4 separate regions of the Mus musculus genome follow, and regions 2, 3 and 4 are each linked to region 1. The links are chromatin contacts, called in public Hi-C and promoter capture Hi-C maps. All regions are on one chromosome and are shown on one strand. Each heading gives the region's core, a stretch centred on a gene start, on an enhancer-like site or on the middle of the called end of the contact. The rest is flanking DNA. Distances are from core to core; before and after follow the strand shown. Region 1 holds the start of Spns3 (spinster homolog 3). Region 2 overlaps Pitpnm3 (PITPNM family member 3). Region 3 holds the start of Atp2a3 (ATPase, Ca++ transporting, ubiquitous). Region 4 overlaps Zzef1 (zinc finger, ZZ-type with EF hand domain 1).

Evidence for each region. Promoter capture Hi-C pulls out the DNA fragments that hold promoters and counts their contacts. A called contact is a pair of places that touch in the nucleus more often than the background predicts.
Region 2: a Hi-C map of cerebellum shows a contact between it and region 1, with 2.2 times the contacts expected there. The contact joins the enhancer-like site here to the promoter of Spns3 in region 1. A contact is called at or near these places in 4 of 39 promoter capture datasets (the C10 cell line, embryonic stem cells, hippocampal neurons and 1 more), 1 of 15 datasets of contacts at CTCF or cohesin (embryonic stem cells), 7 of 484 Hi-C or Micro-C datasets (B cells, cerebellum and embryonic stem cells), 1 of 115 datasets of contacts at active chromatin or transcription factors (embryonic stem cells) and 1 of 9 other capture datasets (embryonic stem cells).
Region 3: a promoter capture Hi-C map of pre-B cells shows a contact between it and region 1. The contact joins the promoter of Atp2a3 here to the promoter of Spns3 in region 1. A contact is called at or near these places in 10 of 39 promoter capture datasets (the 3T3-L1 cell line, the C10 cell line, the HPC-7 cell line and 6 more), 3 of 115 datasets of contacts at active chromatin or transcription factors (embryonic stem cells and large pre-B cells) and 1 of 9 other capture datasets (embryonic stem cells).
Region 4: a promoter capture Hi-C map of pre-B cells shows a contact between it and region 1, with 3 times the contacts expected there. The contact joins the enhancer-like site here to the promoter of Spns3 in region 1. A contact is called at or near these places in 7 of 39 promoter capture datasets (the HPC-7 cell line, embryonic stem cells, hematopoietic stem and progenitor cells and 3 more), 8 of 484 Hi-C or Micro-C datasets (the G1E-ER4 cell line, adipose-derived mesenchymal stem cells, bone marrow-derived macrophages and 3 more) and 1 of 9 other capture datasets (adipose tissue).

The regions. Positions count from the first base shown.
Region 1 is chr11:72,548,714-72,552,184 of GRCm38.p6, forward strand. It overlaps Spns3 (spinster homolog 3), which reads right to left and starts at 1,533. Exons shown (of 12, transcript NM_029932.3): 1 at 1,285-1,533. The coding sequence starts at 1,495.
Region 2 is chr11:72,066,388-72,069,858 of GRCm38.p6, forward strand. Pitpnm3 (PITPNM family member 3) reads right to left here. Exons shown (of 20, transcript NM_001024927.2): 10 at 719-891. Among named protein-coding and RNA genes, the nearest start is that of Gm46286, 17 kb to the left of the region's middle. Within about 2 kb of position 1,819, at least 16 of the 459 cell types and tissues checked have an H3K27ac peak or open chromatin away from gene starts, as enhancers often do. A contact at or near this core is called in cerebellum, where this site is marked.
Region 3 is chr11:72,959,676-72,963,146 of GRCm38.p6, forward strand. It overlaps Atp2a3 (ATPase, Ca++ transporting, ubiquitous), which reads left to right and starts at 1,494. Exons shown (of 22, transcript NM_016745.3): 1 at 1,494-1,796. The coding sequence starts at 1,679.
Region 4 is chr11:72,923,858-72,927,328 of GRCm38.p6, forward strand. Zzef1 (zinc finger, ZZ-type with EF hand domain 1) reads left to right here. Exons shown (of 55, transcript NM_001045536.2): 55 at 780-3,263. The coding sequence ends at 860. Among named protein-coding and RNA genes, the nearest start is that of Gm34704, 15 kb to the right of the region's middle. Within about 2 kb of position 1,649, at least 45 of the 459 cell types and tissues checked have an H3K27ac peak or open chromatin away from gene starts, as enhancers often do. A contact at or near this core is called in the G1E-ER4 cell line, cerebral cortex and pre-B cells, where this site is marked.

The DNA of each region.
Region 1 (3,471 bases), core at 283-2,782:
GCTCCTGTTCTCAGTGCTCAAGCTGGAACAAGTGGATGATGAAAGAACAGCTAGGCATGCTGTCGCACCTGTAACCTCAGCACTTAGGAGACAGAGGGCAAGAGGATTGGGAGTTCAAGATCATTTTCAACTGCATAGTGAATTCAAAAGCAACCTGATCTTACTTAAGACCTTGTCTCAAAAACAAACAAACAAAGAAAAGAGGCTGGGTGGTTTCACCCCAGTAAGTGATCTGCAGCCTCTCCTGAATGGTCCCAAGCCAGAACAGGGCACAATGTGTGTGGGGGCAGCGGTGTGAGTGGGTGGATGGGACTGTGCTCTGCAGCAAAGGCGTTGGGTTCAGGATGGAGCTGCAGGCAAGGTTACGGAGGGCAGAGCAGCCCTCTACATCAGTTATTAGAGTGCTTATCCAGCATGCACAAAGACCCTGGGTTCAATCCCTAGAACTTCATAAAGCATTGTGGTGGCAAGCCTGTAATCCCGGCCCTAAGAAGGTGAAGGCAAGCATATCAGCAGTTCATGATTATTCTCAGTTACATAGCGAGTTTGAATCTAGCCTGAGCTCCATGAGGCCCTGCCTCAAAAAAGAAATGAAGGCTGACAAGATGGCTTAGCCTGTGAAGGCGCTTGCTGAACAAGCTTGGAAACCTTAGTTCAATATCTGAAGCTCAAATAAAAGTGAAGGAGCATGCACACACAGGCACACACACATACACACACATGTGTGCACGCACATGCATACACACTCTGTCTTTTTAAAGAAAGGGCTGAATATAAACTGATGAAGGAATGAATGGGTGACTAGATGAGAAAAGACAAGTGGAGCCCAGACACAAAGGAGTGCGTAAGTGAGAGACAGAACACAGAAGCAGGTTGTACCCTGTTTCCAATAAGAAGAAAGGCAAACTGTGCAAGGTAGGCCAGCAGCCGGCTGCCCCAGAAACAGTGCAGGCAGAGCCATTCTCACTTGGGAGCTTGGCCAAGCTGCTCTGCCCTCCGTAACCTTGCCTGCAGCTCCATCCTGAACGCAAGCAACGCCTTTGCTGCAGAGCACAGTCCCATCTACCCACTAACACCCCTGTCCCCACACACATTGTGCCCTGTTCTGGCTTGGAACCATTCAGGAGAGGCTGCAGACCACTTGCTGGGGTGAAACCACCAGAGCTGTGCTCCTAGAGAGGTACGAGGGCTTGGAAGAAGAAGGCCACCAAGGATACACAGTTGTGGGCTTTTAGAAGGGGGGTATCTGAAGATACTGCCCCACGCTACCCCTCCCATGCTCACCTGGGATGATGAACCAGTTCATGTAATTCAGAAGGTTGATGTAACAGAGAACAGCTGCAGCCAAGTAAGCTCTCCAGCGGGGCAGGCTCCAGGGGACGGGTGTGGAGGGAGGCAGACACGTACCTGAAGCCAAGGCCCCATACTGCCCACCTTGGCTCAGGCTCTGGCTCTGTGGCCCTCCTGTCTGAGGTTTGAGACACTCTGTGGACATCCCCTCAGCAGTGCTAACTGCAACTTCTCTGTCAGAACGGGTGCCGAACAAAGCTACATCAGCTTGCCACCAAGTCACTTCCTGTGGGCTCCCAGCCTCTCAACCTCAACAGGCTGCCCCTTTAACTGCCAGACACCTTATCATCGCAGGTTCCTGCTGAGCACAGCGCAGCCACACTGGTGGGATTTCATCACTCTAGGCCTCTTAGCCCTGCTGGGGTAAGACGCCATGCACTGGTGATTGGATAACTCTGTGGTCCCTCAATCTAGCCTATGGCTGCAGCAGGGGCAGTGAGGAAGAGACGCTCCTAGGACAGGAAATGAGAGGAGTGTCCCCAAGCCTTGCTCACTGCAAACTGCCCTGCCTGTGCAGAAGATGGGCCGTTAGCACAGCCATGAACCAGGTTAGATACAGGAGGGTAGGTGTTGACCAGGATGGTAAGGAAATTGCACAGAGGAACAAGATAACAGAGATATCTGAAGACATAGAGACAAGCTTATGTAAAACTAACCCATGGGGGCTGGCAAGATGGCTCAGCCTGTGAAAGTACCTGCCACCAGGCCTGCTTGACATATGTTTGATCCCCAGAGCCCATATGGTGGAAGGGGAGAACTGCACAAAGTTGTCTTCTGACCTCCAAACATAACATACACCAAGGCACACAAGTGCACGTGCAGGTACAGGAGTACTCTCTGCTCTGTCTCTGTCTGTCTGTCTGTCTGTCTGTCTGTCTGTCTCTGTCTCTCTCTCTCTCTCACACACACACACACACTTTCACTCACATCCATACAGACACAGAATAAATAAATTTTATCAACAAGGAATAAGTCTAGGGAGATGTTCTCAGGGGAGCTGTAGAAATTGATTGCCAGTTGCAAGGGTAGAAAAAGTACAAATACACAAAGCCATCAGTGATGGCCCACACCTGTAATTCCAGCACTTGGGAGGTGGAGCTAAGACTATCAGGAGTTCAAGTTCACCATCCCTAGCTACATGGTGAGTTTAAAGCCAGCCTGGGCTACATGAGACCCTATCTCAAAACAAAACAACATTAAAAAAGAGTAACCATACAGGCCAATGAGATGGCTCAGCAGGTAAAGGCACTTGCTGTGTAAGGCTGACAGCCCAAGTTCAATCCCAATCCCAGGTAAAGATGGAAACTAACTCCACAAAGTTGTCCTCTGATCTCTATACATGTGTCATGGTACATGTGTCTCCACACACATCATGCACACGCACACAATATATTTTAAAAGTATTTAACAGCCAGGCATAATGGTCCATGCCCTTAATTCCATTTAATTCCAGCACTTGGAAACATAGGCAGGCAACTGTCTGTGGCCAGCCTGATCATGATCCACAGACAGAGAGGTCCAAGTCAGTCCAGTCTATGTAGTGAGAAGACACTGTCTCAGAGCCAGGGGTGGGGGCTGGAGGGTGCTGTGGGGTGTTGGGCAGAGATCTGACAGTTATGTGCAACCACCGCCTTTGCCTGGCATCTGTACCGAAGGGGAAATGCACAGTGCCAGATGCCAGATGAATGGATAAAATTAGAGTACAGAAAGTAGATCAGGAAAAAACTTCACAGCTGTCCGATGCGCTCAGGTGCCAAGCATTAGTTATGTAAACAAATGCCCTTGATCTGAAGTGTCTGCGGGCTGCAGTGTCTACGATTTACTCTTTCAAGTGGTGCTGGAAAACATTAATAGATCCTAGAGTTAGTAAGCAAACAGGGGTGAAGGTTGAGGCACAGAAAGATGGCTCAGTGGGGTTAAGGGTGATTGCCACCAAGGCTGACTACCTGAGTTTAATTCCTGGGAACAACAAGATAGAAGCAGAGAACTGACTCCTGAAAGTTGTCTTCTGACCTCCACATGCATACACACGAAAATAATAAAAATAAAATACAAGCATGTAAAAATGTCAAGTAAAGCAAATGAGGCAAAACATTAGCAATAGATGAACCTAAGGCAAAA
Region 2 (3,471 bases), core at 569-3,068, 480 kb before region 1:
AGCCACTACCCGATTTATTAAGCCAATCCAAGTCCCTTCAGCTAGGACAATGAATCCTTGATCGGGAGCTCTCAAGGTTAGTCAGAACAGGTGAAGCAATTCCTACACTGGCCGGTAGGTGTCTTCATGGGGGCCCTTGCCTTCCACCAGTCCTAGGTCAGGAGCTTGAGTTTGCTGCACTTGGGAATTTTAAGTCTCTGCAACATGGAGAGTGGCCCTGAGCTCTGCCTCTCCTTGTTGCAGCTCCTCACCTCGGCGCTCCAACAGAGAGCAATGAATGACAGTCTGCACTCCTGTCCTCAGACTCTCTGGAAGGCGCATGCTGGGCAAATGACATCAAGTGTCTGCTCTGTAGGAGCTGGAAAGAGCTTTAACTTCCGCTGCTACATGGCAAAGGCCCCTAGTGCTAGTTTGGGTAGAGAGGTTTGGAGACCCATGTGGCTGCAGAAAGTCTGCTGGACACAGGGAGAGTAGATTTTCTGTGATAGGGTGAATGTTTGGGCCTACATTCTCATGGAGCATGACCACAGGACAGAGGAGACATGGAAGGGACAGTGAAGTCCCCCGAGCTGCCTCATCTCTGCCCAGCCTGGGAAGCCACCTATCTTCTCCCCCAGTTTCTATCATTTCTCTGTATCCAACCTGCCTCAGTCACTCTGTCCGCCCTCCCACTTTCCCATGCCCTGATCCCCTGAGCCATTGGCCCGCCCATACCCACCATCTATCCCAGGCAGCACTGTCCTCCGCATGGCCAGGACCAGGCCCAGTGGTGAGCCGAAGAGGAAGAAGTCAGACACATCAAAGTCAAAGCGACCCAGGCTGACCTCAGAGAGCTGGGGGGTGCCAGCTGCAGGAGCCTCAGCCTCATCCTTCAGCACACTGGAGTGGATGCTGCTGGAGGGAGGGATGGCAGATCAGAGGAGAGCCAGGAGGCACAGATGTGTTCTGAGAGCAGGATGCCCAACCGTCTGTTACTGGATTGGGACTGGGAACCAGAGAGCACTTTTTGACACCATCCACAGAGGCTCGTGACTTAGTGTTGGCCACCCAGGCCATCATTTGGCTGGAGCAGAGAGTTCAGCAAACATTTTCTGCATGGGCCAGGTGGTGAGTCTGCAAGACTTTATAGGCCACCTGCACCCACCGCCTGGACTTCTTCTGCCATGCCAGACAGCCGTAGATCATGCTTAAGCAATCTGTGTAGCTGGGATCTGCTACAGCTCTTCTTGTGAAACCTGGCTGAGCCCCTGTGAGCATCTGTACCACCTGCCCTCCCTGCATGCTGTTCGTAAAAGCCACTCTGAAAATCCCTGCACCTTCCACAGGAGGAGCCTGGTCAGCACACGGGCCTGCTGGCTGCTGCTGGCGCTGTTAGCAGCAGGGTTTTTTGGGTTTTTTTTTTGTTTTTGTTTTTGTTTTACCATAACTTATGTTCCAGGCAACGGGCAGACACAGGTGCAAATAGCCTGGCCTCCCCGCTCCACTTAACAGATATGTAAGATCAGGATCCCACATTCTCAGTCCAAGAGCCTGATCTACCCCCAAGGAATCTAGCGTGTGTTTAGCCACAGATGCAGAGCTGGGCACTGAGAGAAGCCAAGGCCTCCCTGGCCTTCCAACAAGCACCAGAGCCAGTAAGTGGTTAAACTGTGACAGGGGATGACAAGATGGATCAGTCACCTTCTGAAGGCGAAGTCATCTAAAATATTCAAGCTAGAGAAAAAAACTTTCAAAGTAGCAGTTTAAAATGCTGCAGGCAAGGGCCCCCCCTCAGGAGTGAGCCGGCACACAGTCTTCACGTGCTGCCTCCTGCTCTCGCAGCCAATGATGACGAAGTTTAACTATGTATATTCCATGTACAGCACGGTCCCTAGACACTTGCCAACTACTTAATTGCCAGAGAAACAGCCATCTGTTCCTGCACCAGAGGGGAAAGCTGGCTGTGTTGTGCTCACTACTTAAAGTCCTGGATGTCTCTAGCTGATCGCTCTTCAGATCTGGGCTTTCCTAAAGGATGCTTCAAGGATGAACCAGAAATGTTGAGGTTTTCACCTCTCAACCCTCCTTTGTACCTGGATGCTATTCCAGAGGCTGACTTGATAGAGGAGCCTTAGCATTCAAAGCTTAACCCTACAGAACCCACAGTCTCCTATCCTATCCCACCTCCAGGAATCCATCTGCAGGAAGAGCAGAGGTCCTCACTCATCCATAGGGCTATATCCCGAGACCTCAGTGAAAGTGCCAAATCCTTTCATAGGGTGCTTTTCCTATAGCCAATGTACCTGGAATAAAGTTTAATTTATATGTGAGGCACATTAAGAGAATGATTAATAATAAAATAACAATGATAACCACATAATGTAATAGAAGTTATATGGGTGTATCTTGCAAAATATTATAATTTCACATTTTCTTCTAGAGAGGATACCCTGAAGCAGCTTCTTTTCATATCTAAACTGTCAGCATAGTTACTCTTACCCTTTGGGACCATCCCAAAGTAAAGCGAGGGCCATATGAACTCTAGCACTGTGGTACCATGACAGTGGTTCGGATATCCTAGCAGCCAGGAGGTAACAGATAAGTAGCGTAGACAGAGTGAACACACTGGACAAAGGAGTGATTCATGCCCAGAGCAGGATAGAATGAGACTTCACCATGCAATTTAGAACGGATTGACTTCTATTTAATATTTTCAGACCATAGTTGATCATAAATACATGGAACCACAGTATACAAACCACGGGTGAAGGCAAGATTACTGTGAGTCTAGCATGTACATTAATGTTTGTGCACAAAGGTCTCTAGTGTAGGAGCTGGAGAGCTGGCTCAGGGGTCAAGAGCACCCTCTATCAGGTGGCTCACAACCACATGCAATTCCAGCTCCAGGGAACCCAGTGCTTCTCTTCTGGCCTCTGCAAGCATTTGCACATACATACACAGGCACACAGACACATAAGTAAAACTAAAAATAATCTTTTTTAAAAACATATATATATGTATATATCAAATATAGAGCTTTTTATAGCAGTAAAAAAAAAAACTGAAAAGCCCCAAAATATCCAATTAGCTGGATTAAGGAAGTAGTTACATATTCAAATTTATATTACATTAAGAATACTTACCAAATATTTTTAATTAATTGGGGGAAGGTCACAGTATAAGAGACTTTGGGGTTCTTTGTGTCTTAGAAAAACTATATATAAATTACGTGAAAAATACTGTTTTGGTGACACCATGATACTTGCCACTTAGGAGGCAAACAAGGGGAAGTGGAGAGGGGTGGGAAGGGGAGAATTGAAGAGAAATGAAAAGAAAAAAGCTCCCTCCACCCCCGTCTCCACTTTGGGTCCCTGTTCAGTGCTCATTTCTCTCCTCATTCAATGCTTGTTTAGCTTCTCATCAGCCATCTCTCCTAGAAACTGAAAGGATAGTTTGTAGGGTTTGTCACATCCAAGACACTGAGGTGAGGAC
Region 3 (3,471 bases), core at 244-2,743, 410 kb after region 1:
GGGCTGATGTCCCCTGAGGTTGGCAGAGGAGGTATAAGCCCCCAGGATGTGTGTGCTTGGGAGGGTGCAGGGTGATTGCTGCTTGAATGTCTATATCTCCATGTGTCGGGGAGGGAGGTCTCCAGTGGGAAAGTATCCCTGGGTGGCTCTGTCTCCAGCAGAGTCCTACCAAGTTTCCTAGCAACTTACAAATGAAGAGAGGCTGTCTGTGTCCTGTCCTGGTCAGAGGGAAAGGGAAGGAGGAAGATACCTGGAGATGTTGGAGTTGAAGCTTAAAATGTCAGAGTATGGTAGCATAACTTGTAATCCTAGCACTCTGGAAGCTGAGGCAGGAGGATGGCCAAGACTTTGAAGAAAGCCTGGACTACATAACAAGACCTCGTCTTAGAAAAATCCCAAGTAAACAACTAAAATGTCAGCTGGAAGGAGACACGGCCATAAAAGTAACATTCCTTTATCCCTACAGCAGCTGAGACCCAGCTGATGTCATAGAGTCTGGACAGCCTTTCCAAAGCCACTAAAAGGCCCAATCTGTCCCTGTCCTCACCAGTCAATATTTGGAAAGCATAGAGGGGTGGAAACAGGATAAAAATACTCGACTCTGGGGTGCCCATGCTCAGGCAGGCCGGAAGCTTCAGAGTGCACGGGTGCTTTGGGACCCAGGTGCAAAAAGGTAGGAACTACCCTGGCAGCCTTGGTGATTCCGCGGCTGCACTTAACCAAGAGCCAAGGAGTGGGGATGAGATCAGCTGTTCTCTTGGCTCCCCCTTTTGGAAGGTGAGTGGTCTCTGCCTTCCACCTCCGCAGGCCTGCAACCCTTTGGCACTCCCTGACAGTGCTGATATAGGGGAGTTTCCCCTGTCCCTCCCTCGGTCAGGGTCAGTCCCCGCCAGGCACCCTAAGCAAGGAACCCCTCTGCCTCGCTCGAGTTCCCGGGGATCTCTCTGAATCCCCACCGCACCATTCACCTGTTGGGGACGCTGGACTGGTAGGTAACAGCCTGGTACTTTTTACCTTCCTTCCCCACTGGGCCATTTTTGGGGTCTTAGAGATGCGAGTGTATGAAGAATGACACTCGTCGCAGGACCTTTGGGAACGTGTAAGGCGCACACATTCAGCACTAGAGGAAAGAAAGCATCAGGTTGTTTCTTCCGCAAGAGACCCCCAGTGCACTGCATCGGCTTCCCGCCAGACTCTGTGCAGAGGTGGAGCTGGGAAGTGGGGTGCCACTAAACGGACAACTGCAATTTGCAACACCCCCGGACACAACCACAAACACCCTCGAGCTCCTAGGACACAGAGAGGCGGCGACATGAAAGCAGTAGGTCCCCCAGCTTTGCAGACCGAGTTCGAGGCTCCCTGGCTCTAGCTTCAGTATGTGGACAGGAGGGTAGCATACTCGGTCCCCCGCCACCCTCGGCGGGGCGGGGCGGCGGCTGCTATTGCGGCCGGAAGGGGTGTGGGTGCAGGGCGGGTCCCGCGCCGCCCCGCCCAGAGGACGGAGCCCCGGGCACAGCATCCTGGCGCGGGCCCGGGCTGCCATAGCCACTGCCGTCGGGGAAGGTCCCAGCGTGGTCATGGCCTCCCGAGGGGCCCGCCCCGCCCCAAGCTCGCAGCACTCCACACAGTAGCCTTGAGGAGAAGCGACCTGGACGTCGCGGACGGCCGGGCAGGCAGCATGGAGGAGGCGCACCTGCTCTCCGCTGCCGACGTGCTGCGTCGCTTCTCGGTGACAGCCGAGGGCGGCTTGAGCCTGGAGCAGGTGACCGACGCGCGGGAGCGTTACGGCCCCAACGGTGAGCGTGGGTTCCTGCCCTGCAGTGGGGACCGGTTGTCCCCTCCTGACTCGGCAGGAAGCCGGGCTCAGTAAGCCTCTGCAAATGCGCGTGGGGCACCTGGTGGGGCCTCCCGGTCTCCTTCGGGGGAAGAGGAGGCAGGATTTGGCTCTCCACTCCCCATCTCGATGCACCCCTGCAATCCTTAGCCCATTTTATCCCAGAGCCTTACTGGATGCCCGCACCTGCTGTGCGATCTGCGGACACCCTGCAAGTGCAGACGCTTGAGGCCCTCTAGCCAGCGACTCCGAGGCCCAACCTATCAGGGGGTTCCGATGTCTCCCCGGAAGGTTCACTAAGGCGCCCAAGACGGTGCAGCCTGTCAGCTGTCAGCTTTGGTGCTCTTAACCCCAGTCCCAGGTCTTCCTCTTTCTGCAACCCCAAGCGGATGTGGCTGCCGGGAGTTGATGTGGGTTTGAACTGCTGAGGCAAAGACCCACCTTCTTGGAGGGGCAGGTCGGAGGTCTGGAGGAGTCTTTTCCCCAGCTGGTGATCTGGAATGGTGCCTGCCCCATCTCTGGGGACCGAGGTAGCCCACGTACTCTTTCAGTTTACTAGAGGCATGGCTTCCTCCCCTCTGTCAAGGAGCATGGGATTCTCCTTCCTGTCCAAAGTCTTGCCTGGCCAGTGCCAGTAGACCCCGTCTAGATGAGCCCCACACATTGTTAGGAGCGTGTAGTGTGGACATCAGAGGTTCCCTGCAATGTCCTCCTGTCACTCCTGGCTCAGGGCCACAGCACCTGTAAGCTTGAAGGAAAGGGGGGAGGGGGAGAGAGGGAGGGAGGGAGGGAGGAAGAGAGAGAGAGAGAGAGAGAGAGAGAGAGAGAGAGAGAGAGAGAGAGAGAGAGAGAGAGAGAGCCCAACCACTCCAAACTTCTATCTTTTTGGAGAGCCCCTCACCCTTGAGAGTTGCCAGGTACCAGAGGAACCATGCTCTGGCCTGGGTGTCCCTCTGCTCCAGGCAGTCTGGGAAGTAGGAAGAGCTGTCAGAAGGGATGCTTTGGGTTTGTATTGGTTTATGAAAACCACCTCTTATGTAAATATTATCTTTCTGGAGCAGAAATCCTTTTTCAAAAAAAATTAGTTGCTATATTTAGTTGAGCTGTGGGAGGAACTAGGAGATAAATATTATTTAATATCCCCCATTAATGACTTGGCAGTAAGGGTGCCCTTTTTCTGAAGAAAGACAGGGGTAGCAGGGTCCGTTTCAACCCTGAGGGAGGGGAAGGCGGGTCTGGGGTCTGCAGCCTACTTGATGTTACTGTGGTCCTTGGTTCCCATATGATGTTGGAGGCTCAGCCTTTAGTTCTGTCCCAGGTCACACTGAGCTTGTCCCTGGAGGGCTCTGGCCTAGTTCACTCTTTTTTCTGGCTCATGCCTTCATTGGTTCAGAAGAGATAACTGGGAGAGAGGGAGCCCCCAGCTCCCTTGTGCCGTGGTGAGGGGATCTCAGGTGTGTAGGTATGTGTTTGATGATGGGAGAGGATACTGGCTTGGCATGTGACAGAGCAGGCAGAAAACACTGGCAGGGGTGTTTCAGGTGCCTCTGCATTGATGCTGTTACTAGTAAAAGCTCTGACTTCATTGAGTAACTGCTTCGTGTCAGAAGCAGCTCTCAGAACTTCTCATCAATTAG
Region 4 (3,471 bases), core at 399-2,898, 380 kb after region 1:
TCCTGGAGAAAGAAGTGTTGTGCTCTACTATAGCAGACAGACAGCTGGGGGATCTCCAGCGCTCATAGAACGTTTCTCAGCTAGGCATCCACCTGGGACTCTTCCCAGAGCCTAATCCTTCAAGGAAGGCTCTATGTGGAAGGTTAGAAGTGTTTTGCTCGGAACTGGGGCTCCCCTACTAAAGCAGGGGAAAGAGCAGGTGGGGCTGCTGAGGTCTCTTAGCAGCCAGCTGCACTGGCTACTACGGCCCTTGCTTTCTTGATGTGCTATAAGAGATTTTGATGTGTGGTGAGCACCAGCTTTCTCTCCATGGGCTTGACTGGCCCTCATGCTTGCCCATGCATATCTCATCCCCCTTCCCCTGTGGCCCTCCCCACAGCTTGCCAGTCTCTTCCCTGAAGTTCTGCCTTCTAGCCATGTCCTTCTGGGACAGCTGCTTTCCCCGCAGTGTTCTGAGCTCCCCATGGGTACTTCTCTAGCACTAGCTGTTCACCTCTTGTGTGAACCTTTGTGCTCCCCTTCTGTTCCTTTCTATGGCTTTCCCAGACCCCTGCTTCAGCAACTAGACTGCTACCACACCATGGCCATGGTTGTTTTATTACTTACCCAGGGTTTTCCTGTGGGCTTTGGTTTTGTTTTCTTTCTCATTCTACTTGTGAGCCACTGGGTAAGGGGGACTACCTCTGGCTCACCTTATCACCCTCCAGCTGAGGAACTTAGACTCAAGGATGAGGAAGTCAGTGGCTCTTGATATTGATAACTGCTCTTTCCCTCCATAGGCTCTGCAGAACATTGCTGCTATCAGCCTGGCCATCAACTACCCAAACAAGGCCACCCGCCTCTGGAATGTTGAGTGTTAGCCTCAGTGTGATATGCATGGACTTGATCATTTGTCTACAGGGGTTTATAGCAGACCTCCAACCTTGCTCAGGAAACCCCTGAAGCCTCTGCACCCAGCTCTCTTTGAGCCCACCCCCTGCTCCCATCTGGCCAAGCAGCCGCCTCATCAAAAAGGCCCACTGCAGGCGCCACATGTCCAAAAAGGCACAGCAGTGTAGAGTGGCTCAGAAAGAGCATCAAGAGGCCTTGGGAAAGTTATTCAGAGAATAGAGACTAGAGGCCAGTCTCCTCCAGGGGAGTCACAGCACTGAAGACCTGGAAGCCGTCTCTGAAAGGATTCTGTCTCCACTGAGTGGGAGCTGCCTAGGCTTGCCATCAGGAGAAGGCACCATCCACCCAGAGCTACCTTTGCAGTAAGACTTGCAGCTTGCAGCAGCAGTGGCCCAGTTGGGACACCAGCCCATAACCAACATGAGCACCTCCCAGCCACCTCCAGTTCCCAAGCAATCTTCTTGCCACAGCTTAGCTGGCCAACTCACAGTGAGAGCAGGTGTCCCTGGGAGCAGCTGGCAGGCTTTGCTTGTCACTGTGCAGCAGCTCCCCGCACACATCTTTGTTCCTTCATTGTTTTAGTTTTCATTTCCCCTCATGGTTTTAGAAGAGAACCACATCGACTCCCTGAGAGGTCCCCTAGGGAATGCCTAGGGGCAAACTGGCATGTGTGGAAGTGACAGAAATGGAGGGGCTCTCCAGCACCTGCAGTGCAGGCAGTGCCCTCAGAGGAGCCTTTGTTCAGGAGTCAGGACACACCTGATTATACTTCTGCTCCAAGGTCATGGTGATCAGCAGCCTACGACCTTGAACCTCCTGCCTGGTTGTTTGGCCATCCCCTGCCTAGCAATAACTACGTTAGTTTTAGTGAAGCTTTTGCGTATTTCCTTCTATGGTTTTAGCATTGCCCTGTGTGCTGATGACCTTTTTCCCCAGAGCCACAGAGTAGGATGCTGGGTCAGCAGCAGGCCGTGGACTTTCAGGAAGAATCCTGAGGCACCTGCTGTTGAAGGGCAGGCATCTGGCCAGAGGCATATCCCACCTCACAGGCAGAATGCAAATAAAAAAAAAAAAAAAAAAGGCTCCTAAGAGCCAGGGCCACATTTGGCTGGCTTTTGCTGTGACCAAGCTTGCCCCTTTGGCCTCTGAAGACTCTTCTGGGAGTTGGCAAAGGACTGCATTGGCAGAACCTGAACCTGCAGGTGTGGGAGCATCTTGTGCAAAGGTGCTATGCCTTCTGGCACCACTTCCTGCCCAGTCATAGAATTAGGTTATCTGATGAACCCCAGCACACAGGAAAAGTGGCCACAGAATGGGAGGGGATGGGTTATAAAAGCAGAAACAAATGGAGTGACCTATGGTCCACCACCCTGACATCAGAGGGAACTTGGTCCAGGTCCCATGGTATTGGACATGGTGTCTGCTGGCCCAGAGGAACCTCTTTCTCACCTTTTGCTCTTTGCCAAAGCACCTACGCTTTGCAAGCGGCCTAAACCCCAGAGAAGTCTCCCGTTGCACGCCATTCCCTCCAAGTAGGTCTCGGATGAGAGTCAGAACAAGTGCATGGTGAAGAGGCTTCACTCGCGGTGGCTCAGACCACACAGCAGTTAGAAGATGGGGGAGGAGATGGCACACTCACACTCCTCCACACCTCAGACTGAGCAGAGAGAGCAGGTGGACAGGGCAGGGCAAGGCTGGAGACCTCCCTTGGGACAGTGGCCCCAGCTCTCCTCCCACCCTCCCATCGGGAAGAGCAACTGTAAATAAACGCTGGACTCCATAGCTCCTCTCCACTCACTGCTTGCTGTTTTCTCTACGTGCTTCAGTTTGCATAGAATGAGCTTAAGTTTGCCCTTCTTCACACACCACAGCTGCTCTCTGACCGGACAGGGTCCCTCCTGACCTGGCCACCTGCAGCCCACTGCCTCTGCTTCTCTAGGCCACTGGGTGGCACTGCTGAGCCAGGCCAATGTCTCCTGACCCCAGCCGGGGCAGGAGGTCCCAAAGGATTTCCATCAAGGCCAATATCCCCTTGACTCTTAGGAGGCAAGACTGCCTGGACGGAGACAAAACTGGCAGGCATAAGGGGTCGTGGAAACATGTGCCTAATCTATAAAGAATTCTGTTCCAAATCAGATATATTGTACAGACACTGTTCTAATGAGAGGAGTGACTTATTTTCATCATCGTTTTTAATTTGTTTTCTTACGGGTTTACGATTTTGAATTTTTCTTATTTGGTTGAGTGAAAGAATTTTGATTATATCAGCTGAGTGAGTTCAGCCTGTAAAAGGAATGTTTTAAGTTGTGGATAAGATATGCAAATGAAGAGAAATATATTGTAAAAATTCTATATAAAAAAGTACAACTCTGTGTGGATTTCTCCCTTTTCTCTTTCCTTCCCTGCCCCCTTTCCCCTGTGGAAAGACCTTGCCATATCCCCCAGGCTGGCCTCAAACCCACAGTCCCTTGCCCATGTCTCTCATGTCTGGCCCTTCAGTTTCTCTTATGAAATATATTTTGAAGTGTATGCCTGGCCAAACAAATGGGATTTACAGAACCTCATCACTGCCTGCTTATG